2 separate regions of the Hordeum vulgare genome follow, and region 2 is linked to region 1. Evidence: chromatin contacts called from public Hi-C data. All regions are on one chromosome and are shown on one strand. Each heading gives the region's core, a stretch centred on a gene start, on an enhancer-like site or on the middle of the called end of the contact. The rest is flanking DNA. Distances are from core to core; before and after follow the strand shown.

The links. Hi-C and Micro-C count contacts between places; a contact is called where the count stands out from the background.
Region 2: a contact with region 1 is called in a Hi-C map of leaf, with 4 times the contacts expected there. The contact joins the promoter of LOC123404817 here to the promoter of LOC123405563 in region 1. A contact is called at or near these places in 3 of 6 Hi-C or Micro-C datasets (leaf and seedling) and 1 of 1 datasets of contacts at active chromatin or transcription factors (embryo).

What each region holds. Positions count from the first base shown.
Region 1 is chr6H:455,311,171-455,315,602 of MorexV3_pseudomolecules_assembly, forward strand. It overlaps LOC123405563 (4-coumarate--CoA ligase 2), which reads right to left and starts at 1,881. Exons shown (of 4, transcript XM_045099208.1): 1 at 691-1,881; 2 at 1-222. The coding sequence starts at 1,773.
Region 2 is chr6H:455,588,783-455,593,214 of MorexV3_pseudomolecules_assembly, forward strand. It overlaps LOC123404817 (ATPase family AAA domain-containing protein 3-B-like), which reads left to right and starts at 1,779. Exons shown (of 7, transcript XM_045098763.1): 1 at 1,779-2,167; 2 at 2,250-2,345; 3 at 2,982-3,402; 4 at 4,306-4,396. The coding sequence starts at 1,832.

The sequences.
Region 1 (4,432 bases), core at 631-3,130:
GGCCACGGGGTCGTCCAGGTAGCCTTTCATGATCTGCGGGCCGCGGATGCAGATCTCGCCGGGGAGGTTGCGGGCGAGGGACAGGCCCGTGTCCGGGTCGACCACCTTGAGCTCCGCGTTGCGCACCACCGTGCCGCACGACCCGGACTTGGCCGGCGTTGGCTCCCTGGCGAACGCCGGGCACATGGACAGCACCGGCCCCGCCTCCGTCATCCCGTACCCCTGCGACACCCAGCCTCACGTGTCAGCACCCAACCCTCACGCGCACCACGCGACGCACGCGCCGGGACCATCGTGGTTAGGTGCGGCGAGCGGCTCGCGTAGATCAGCTGAGCAACGAACGTTCCGTCGACGCATGTGCATGCGCATGCCTAGCACGCAAGGACAGTGGTGCCGCACGTCCGCGCGTGGGTCTGGTGGGGTGTGTGGCGTTGGCTATAGCCTTACAGGCCATGACAAAAACGGGCAAAGGGACATGGTGGACGGACTGGTACATGTCGCTCTACAACTACGAGACGACAGCGACCTGTGTTAGTTGCATTTTTATCTACTTTCGTCAGATTCAGTTGAAATGTGGTAATAAAAAAGATGTTCCTACCCCAATTCAAGATCGTCTACGATGCAGACACCAACACGTGCCAGTACGTGTGCTAACGAAGCAGGGGTGTCACGCGGCAGATACGTACGCACCTGTCCGAAGATGGCCTGCGGCAGGCGGCCACGTAGCGCGTCCTCGAGCTCCTTGCCGAGCGGCGCGGCGCCGGAGAGCACGATCCGGATGGAGCTCAGGTCGTGCTCCTCCACGACCGGGTTCTTGGCCAGCGCCAGCACCAGCGGCGGCACCACGGCGGCCACCGTCACGCGCCACCGCTCGATGCCCGCCAGCATGGCGCCCATCTCGAACCTGGGCATCAGCATCACCGCCGCGCCGGCGCGCACCGCGCACAGCAGCACCGAGTTGAGCGAGAAGATGTGGAACAGCGGCAGCACGCAGAGCGCCACGTCCCCCTCCCGCATGTACAGGTTCGGGTTCTCGCCGTCCACCTGCTGCGCCACGCTCGATACCAGGCCCCCGTGCGTCAGCACCACGCCCTTGGGCAGCCCCGTCGTGCCCGACGAGTAGGGCAGCGCCACGGCGTCCTCCGCCGCGATGCGCACCTCCGGGACCGAGCCCTCGTCGGCGGACGCGAGGATGCCCCAGAAGGGCAGGCAGCCGTCCGGGGTACCCGCCTCGTCGTCGACGGTGATCACCGCGAGCGTGTCCTCGCCGCCGCCCGTGGCGATCCTCGGGAAGCTCTCGTGCCGGAGCTTGTCGACGTAGGCGGACTGGGTGACGATCACCTTGGCGCCGGAGGCGACGAACTGCTTGTGGATCTCCTGCGGGGTGCAGAACGGGTTGGCCGCCGTGCTGATGGCGCCGAGGAAGGACGCGCCGAAGAAGGCGACGGCGAACTCCACGCAGTTCTGCAGCAGGATCATGACGCGGTCGCCGTGGCCGACGCCGAGGCGGTGCAGCGCAGCGGCGGCCTTGCGGCAGAGCGCATGCGTCTCGGCGAACGTGTAGGTCCTCCCCGTGGCCGCGGCGATGAGGCACGGCGCGTCCGGGACCTCGGCCGCCTTGGCGAAGCAGTACTCGTGCAGGGGCAGGTGGTTCGGGATGTCGATGTCCGGAAGCTTGGACCGGAAGATCGTCTCCTCCGGCACCACCGCCGAGACCGCGTCGGCGGCGACAGCCTGCGGCTGCTGCACCTCCGGTGCCGCCACCTTGATCATGATCCTCGGTTATACGAGAGACAGAGAGCTCCCCGGAATGGCCAAGGAGCAGAGCCTGTATACTAAACAAACAAGTGAGCCGTGAGAGTCGGAGGAGAGAGAGGTGGCGCGATTAAATACAGTGTCGGGCGGGCGACGAGCGGAGGTACAGGCGGGATGAGGGAGGGTAGGTAGGGCAGTAGAAGACGGAAGGGGGAAGGTGTGGAAGAGGCGCGAACACGCTGGCCGCCACGCACTCCGCCGACCCACCTTTCAAAACTGCGTGTGCGTTTCCGTTTCCCTTTCAGAAAACGATTTCGATAAAACACATCTAAATATGGTGTGATATAAATGTTACATATTTAAATCCTATATGATCAAGCTTAGATTAAAGTTCATGTGAATAATTTTTTACCATTTTTGCTTGACTTAATTATTTATACGTGCAATAACTATATCACATCTAGACGTGTTTCAGACACACCCGATAAAATAAAACGCAAATCCAATGCTGTTTCATGATACCTTTGCTTTCTCTTCAGATCAGTACATCGAGGCTTTCTTCTAACTGAACAAAATGCATCGTTTTGGCCTTTCGGGGATATATATACATTGATCTGTTTGTATCTCCCGCAGATGTGTGAAATATTTGTCGAGGATAACAGGATGCTGACCCACATTTACATTGAACACTATCTGTTTCCTGCAGATGAAACTGTAAAAGATCCGATCACTAGGCAGTGCACCGCTCGGATGCTACATAGATGTATGGTGATTTGGGAGTATTAAATACGGCAGAAGCATTTGAGCTCGAGGGAGTGGTTTACGACCAAGGGTCTTGCCCTGAAATCAGTCAAGGCCAATACAAGTTATATTTGAGATATGGCGCCTCGGCAGCCAAACCGGCCGGCCCATCCGAAATCTGAATTACACGGGTTTATCGATATCTCTTATATTTAATTTAAATATAAAATAGATATAAGAAAAGATCGGACGCGTCCGTCGCGTCGTCTGATCCAGGCTGGCTCACCCGACTTCATGAATATTCCCATCTGGCAAACCTGCTACTTATAAATTGTGTTGGAGTTTTTTTCAAAGAGGAAAAGAGATGCAACACAGTAGAAATAAATATTTCCTTCAATAAGAATTAAGGTTATCAAATCAATAGAAGAACCATGCAAACTCTTGTCATCAACACCTACACATAGAGAACCAAATACTTGCACCAACGCAGGCAAAAGGGTTGTCAAGCACGTTGAACTGTTACTTATAAGGATTAAATCGTGATAGGTAGATAATATAAATATAAAATAAAATGACACAAGATAAATGGCAGCAATATTTTTAGGGTTTTAGTATTGGGCAATTGATAGAATAACACATAGTTATGAAATATTTATCCACGAAAATGATCATGTATATAAACATCACATCCATAAGGAAGTAGACCGACTCATGTCTGCATCTACTCCTATCACTTCCCTCATCGACCGCTATCGAGCATGTATCTAGAGTATTAAGTATGAAACAAAGTAATACTTGGGGCAAGATAACATGACACAGACAAAGTAAACTCAAGCAATATGAATAAATCTCATCATTTTATCCTTAATGACAACAATACAAATATGTGGCATGTCCCTTTCTGTCACTGGGATTGAGCACTGCAAGATTGAACCCATCACAACACACCACTCCTAGTGAAGATAAATCAATCTAGTTGTCCAAACCAAATCGATCGATCGAAGATAAATACGAAGCTATAATAATCATGCTTAAAAGAATTCAGAAAAGACTCAACTAATATTCATGAACAATCTGATCATAAACCCATAATTCATCGGATCCCAACAAACACACCGCAAAGAAGATTACATCGAATAGATCACCGTGAGAATCGCGGTGAACTTTGTATTGAAGGCTATTGAGAGAGATAGCCATCTAGGTACTAGCTATGGTCCCGTAGGTCTGTGATAAACTACTCACACAACACCATGGGAGCATCAAGGTTGATGTAGAGGCCCTCCGTGACTGACCCCCCTCTGGGAGGGCACCGGAACAGGGATTCAGATGGGATCACGGCGGAACAGAGACTTGTGACGACGGAAAAAGTATTTGGGGGACTCCCTAGTGTTTTCTCGATTTTAAAGAATTTATATAGTCGGAGTTAGGTATGGAGGAGCCATGAGGCGAGCCCAAGGCATCAGGGTGCGCCTACCCCCTGGGGCGCGCCCTGTTGCCTTGGCACCGCCTCGTGTGGCCTCCTGTTAGAGCATATTTATCCATATGTGGTTTTGGTAATTGATGACAATCCTTATGGACTAATGGTTGTCTTAAGTTATATTCGAAGGATTTGTCCATAGGCACTTCTTCAAGTCCATCTGTTGGTTTCAAGGAGTTTATATGATGACCAAGGTGGTATTCAAAGTATTATCCAAAGATTGGTCATAAAGACACAAGATTGATCAAGACTAAGCAGAGAGTAAGTCAAGATGATCAACACACAAAGTATACATGATGTACCGAGAGGGATCAAGTGATCCCATGGTATGGTAAGCATTGTCCATAACACTTTTGTGTACTAACCCATGGTCTTCGTGAGAATTCTATGTGGGGTTAGGTGTGTTTCCATGGGTTTGCGTCAAGAGGAAGATCTCATTCAACCTATGAAGGATGACAT
Region 2 (4,432 bases), core at 529-3,028, 280 kb after region 1:
TCTAGTGGTTCTTCGCTCCGGTATTTATTATTTTCCCCAGAAAAATTGTCAAAAAGTTTTGGGCGATTCCAAGAACTTTTATTTTTTGCAAAAAATCAAAACCATGGTAATTCTACTGAAAACAATGCCAGTCTGGGTTAGTTGTAATTATGGCATGGATACTTCATAAATTATCGATACGTTGGAGACGTATCATACCTCCAAGCTTCTGGCCACCTCGTGGCTCTTCTGGCCTCCTCCCGAAGCTTTTTGGATCTCTTTTGGTCAAGGAAAAATCATCGTAAAGTTTTATCGTGTTTGGACTCCGTTTGGTATTGATTTTTTGTAAAAGAAAAAACTAGCAAAAAATAGGAACTGACACTGGGCACTGGTTTTATTGGTTAGTCCCTAGGATGATATAAAATAGCATATAAATGCTTATAAAGTATCCAAGATTGATAATACAATAGCATGAAAAAATATATACATTGGAGACATATCAGGGGTGAGGCTAGATTTGGCGTCATCCCGTCGCGCCCGATTTCCATCTCACGCCATCCACAATCAATTTCGCCTTGCCCCTCGCGTGCGAGCTGCATCCCCTTTGCATCGCACTCACTCTGACTCGATGGAAACTGTCGATTTAAGGGTTTCTAGCGAGGCAGGCTCCGGACTGCTTCAAGGCTCGTGCCGATGCGAGCCAGCCCACCTAGTATGCAACCATACGTCATATAATGTTTGTTCCATTAAATAAGAATATATTATCGAAAATAGTGAGGACTAGAGGAACCAACATATTTCATAGTTGAACAACAACATATCAAGCTTATATAAACACATCAATTTTGTAAAAGAACATGCTACACTTTGTTTAGTTTATATAACTGATATGGAAAAGTAACATAGTTTTGCATTATCACTCCCAAGTTTTGCACACAAAATTTCCAAGTTCTCCACTGAAGGGCTAGATCGAACGGCGTGGAGCACGCTAGGCAGGCAACGTCGCGGAGCATAGATGCCCCCAGGAGACGGGGAATTCATTTGACATATGTTTATGGCCTAAAAGCCCAGCCAATGAAATTATGAAACGCTGGTCCAACGGATGAAAACCTAAACTGTCAACATCATCAGTTCAACCACAAGTTTGGTATTTTGAACTATGGATTGAGGACACCATCAATGATGGATTTAAAAGAGCCACGACACCTAAGATGGCTGGCCGACGTCCTCTAACGTCTTGTTGCATCCTCGAGTCGAAGGACGACTAGGATCATTCCTCTTGGTAATGATATCATATGGAAGACAATTCCTCTTGGTAATGATATCATATGGAAGACAATATTGCCTCAACACGACATCTACTAGGAGCAACTATAGAAGTCTCGTGCACCAAGGGGGCCCATCCCCATGGTCAACATGGCGCCATCGTAATGTAGCATTTGACCCGAACGTGTTTTCATTTTCCATCAAGGGTCATGTTTGTTAGTTTTTGTGACCCGTTTGTCATTTCTTGTTCCTTAGGGTCCTGTGTGTAAGATGCCATATGCCACGACTTCGAGTAATGAAGCATCTGGGGCCTTCGATGACGCAGTAAATAAAGGAAGCCAGAAATATCCGACGGCGAAGCCCGTCTTCCGCACCAAGAAAACAGAGAGAGGAGCGCCTTGAGGAAGAAAAAATAAAAAGGAAAAGGGAGAACGAAAAGAGCAGTCCCATCTTCTTGGGCCGCAAGCCGAGCTGGAGAGGCGCCGTCCAAACACGCACAAATACGCACGCATCTCCCACAACCTTCCCGATCGAACCGGCGGACCCCGTTAAACCCTACTACACCCGCAAACCCCCCACCAGAGCCATGGCCGCCGCCGCCGCGAAGGTCGGGGCCGCCGCCGCCGCGAAGGTCGGGGCCGCCGTCCTCTCCGCCGGGGCGGCCTTCGCCGCGTCCTCCCAGAAGGTGAACGCGGAGGGCGGCTCGGGGTTCCGCTTCCCCGGCTTCTCCTCCTCCTCCCCCGCCCCCGCTGCGGCCCCCGCCGCGCCGCCGCCCGCCGCGGCGGCCGCGGAGGAGGCCCCTCCCAAGCCCCGGAACGACAACCCGCGCACCACCGCCGCGGGGTTCGATCCCGACGCGCTGGAGCGCGCGGTCGAGCTGCTGCGCCAATTCGAATTGAGACCTGATACTGATGTCAAAAAGGTAGGTTCTCCGAGGGGTGGGTGGGAGGTTCAGTTCGGAGGCTGTTGTCTGTGGGTTCTGACGTCGACCCATGGTTGTGCAGGCGTTCGCCCATGCTAACAAGCGGGAGGAGACGCGGCAAGCGGAGTTCGCTGCAAAGAAGGCCGACTACCAGAAGGAGGCCGCCCAGATCGAGCTTGTGAGATAACTTTCTGTCATCTCATTGTTTGTTCTTACTTCGTTGGTCACAATCCTTTGAACGAATTGGCATTAGGATCACACTGTTGCAAAAGTTGGCAAATATCTTCACAACGTCTTCAGGCATTTCAATATCACGAGGGGACGATTTCGGTGTACATTCCTGCTAGTACTTTCCGTTCCATTTTACTTGTTAGTTGTATAGCGATAGTCTAGACCAAGCAAGGGGCATATGCAATTTACTATGTTATCCAAGAATTGAAAAAAAGGAGAAGAAAACTCAGGTCCGAGGTGTACTCTTCAATGAGCTAGGGGATGCCACAAGCAAGAACCGCTGATCTTTCAGTGGCACACACACACGAAAAAGAAACTGCTATTTATGTACTATTCTCTTGCTTCCCGATAGTTTTTGGTACTTAATTGCGAGAGGGCATATATATGTTTGCTACTTAATCCTGTAGAGACCAACTGCTTGACTGTAATCAAGTTCTACCGCATCCTATTCATTACATGTCGTAAATGTTTCAGATCATGCCCATTTATATGTATTTTACTAAACATAAATCTGCAGTGCTAAATTTTGTCTTTTGTATATTTGTGTATTTATGTGGCATGTTGCATTTTATCGCATTTGCAGGAGAGGACACGTGTAGAGTATGAAGAGAAGAAAAAACTTGCGCAAAGTCAAGCTGAAATAAAGGCACAAGTAGCTCGATATGAGGATGAGCTACGAAGGAAGAGAGCACAGCATGAGCATGAGGCACAGAGGGCAAGAAACCAGGAGCTCGTGAATATGCAAGAACAATCTGCAATTAAGCTAGAGCAGCTAAGACGCCAGAGTGAAGAGGAAATCAATGAACTACGGAGACGGACAGAGAAGGAAAAAGCACTTATAGACCAGGAGACTACCAGACAGCAAAAAATGGCAGAGGCGGAGGCCAAAGCACTTGAACTGACACTGTCTGAAGAAGTGAATCGGCGATTGCTTATTGAGAAGGCAAATGCCGAGCGGGAGAAGTGGGTCCAAGCAATAAATACAACTTTTGAGCATATAGGAGGTATACCTTAGCAAGTTGCTATCTCAACATGCTTACCGAATAAACATGTGAATTTCTTGGATGTCATTTCTACTATAAGCTATTTCTACATGTTTGTATCACTTGCTCTGTCTAGAAATAGATATGTTCAGTGCAATTATTAAGGAGCTAATTGCAGAGATCACATGTGCCCTTCAAGTGTGCCCGAATCAATCTCTAAGCTCACATGTTCTCTTTCTCTCTGATGAATCACATGCACGCTGCTTATTTCCCATGCACACACTATTTGCACTTATAAGTGATGTTGGAGTGCAGCTTCAACTTATCCAAGGTGATTAAGATATTCCTGAGTAGTAGTTCTGCCATTATAGGAAAAGTGGAGTTAGAAGTGCGTATAATTGTAAAACTACCTACATATTTGGATAATATGAGAAATGAGATGGTAAACACCAGAGATGGAGCCATTAATTTGGACATGAGAGAGCCAAAGAGATAGCAATCTCAGAGGAAATACATTATATCAAGTGTCAATTGACATAGTGCTGCGGCATATGTTTGGCAATAATGTTGAGCCGTTGTGAGCATCACCAAATCAAGACTGGTAGCGGACTAGCTGTCAAAACAATTATAGTGGTGGCAGGCTGGCTTTCACTTACCGTAGTGCCGAATGACAAACCATTAATCTAGTGATTTGTTGTCTGAGCACTTGGGCCTTCACGGACTGGGCCTGAGTGTCTAATAGTGCTAGATGCCCCCCCCCCCTCTCACCCCCACCCCCCCACCCAATGTACCGGTTCTGTGATGTCCTTGGAAGGTGTATCCAACATGGTGGCAAGGCGAACTGTGTTATAATATGCTCATATCATGATATATCTGCAGTGCTATAGGAAAATCCGGTCTAACATTTTTCTTTTGACATTTTAGGTGGTCTCCGGACGATATTAACTGATCAGAATAAGCTAGTAGTAGCAGTTGTAGGCACAACTGCACTTGCAGCTGGGATTTACACAACAAGGTAAAAATCATAGTACTCTCTATGTTTGAACTTTGG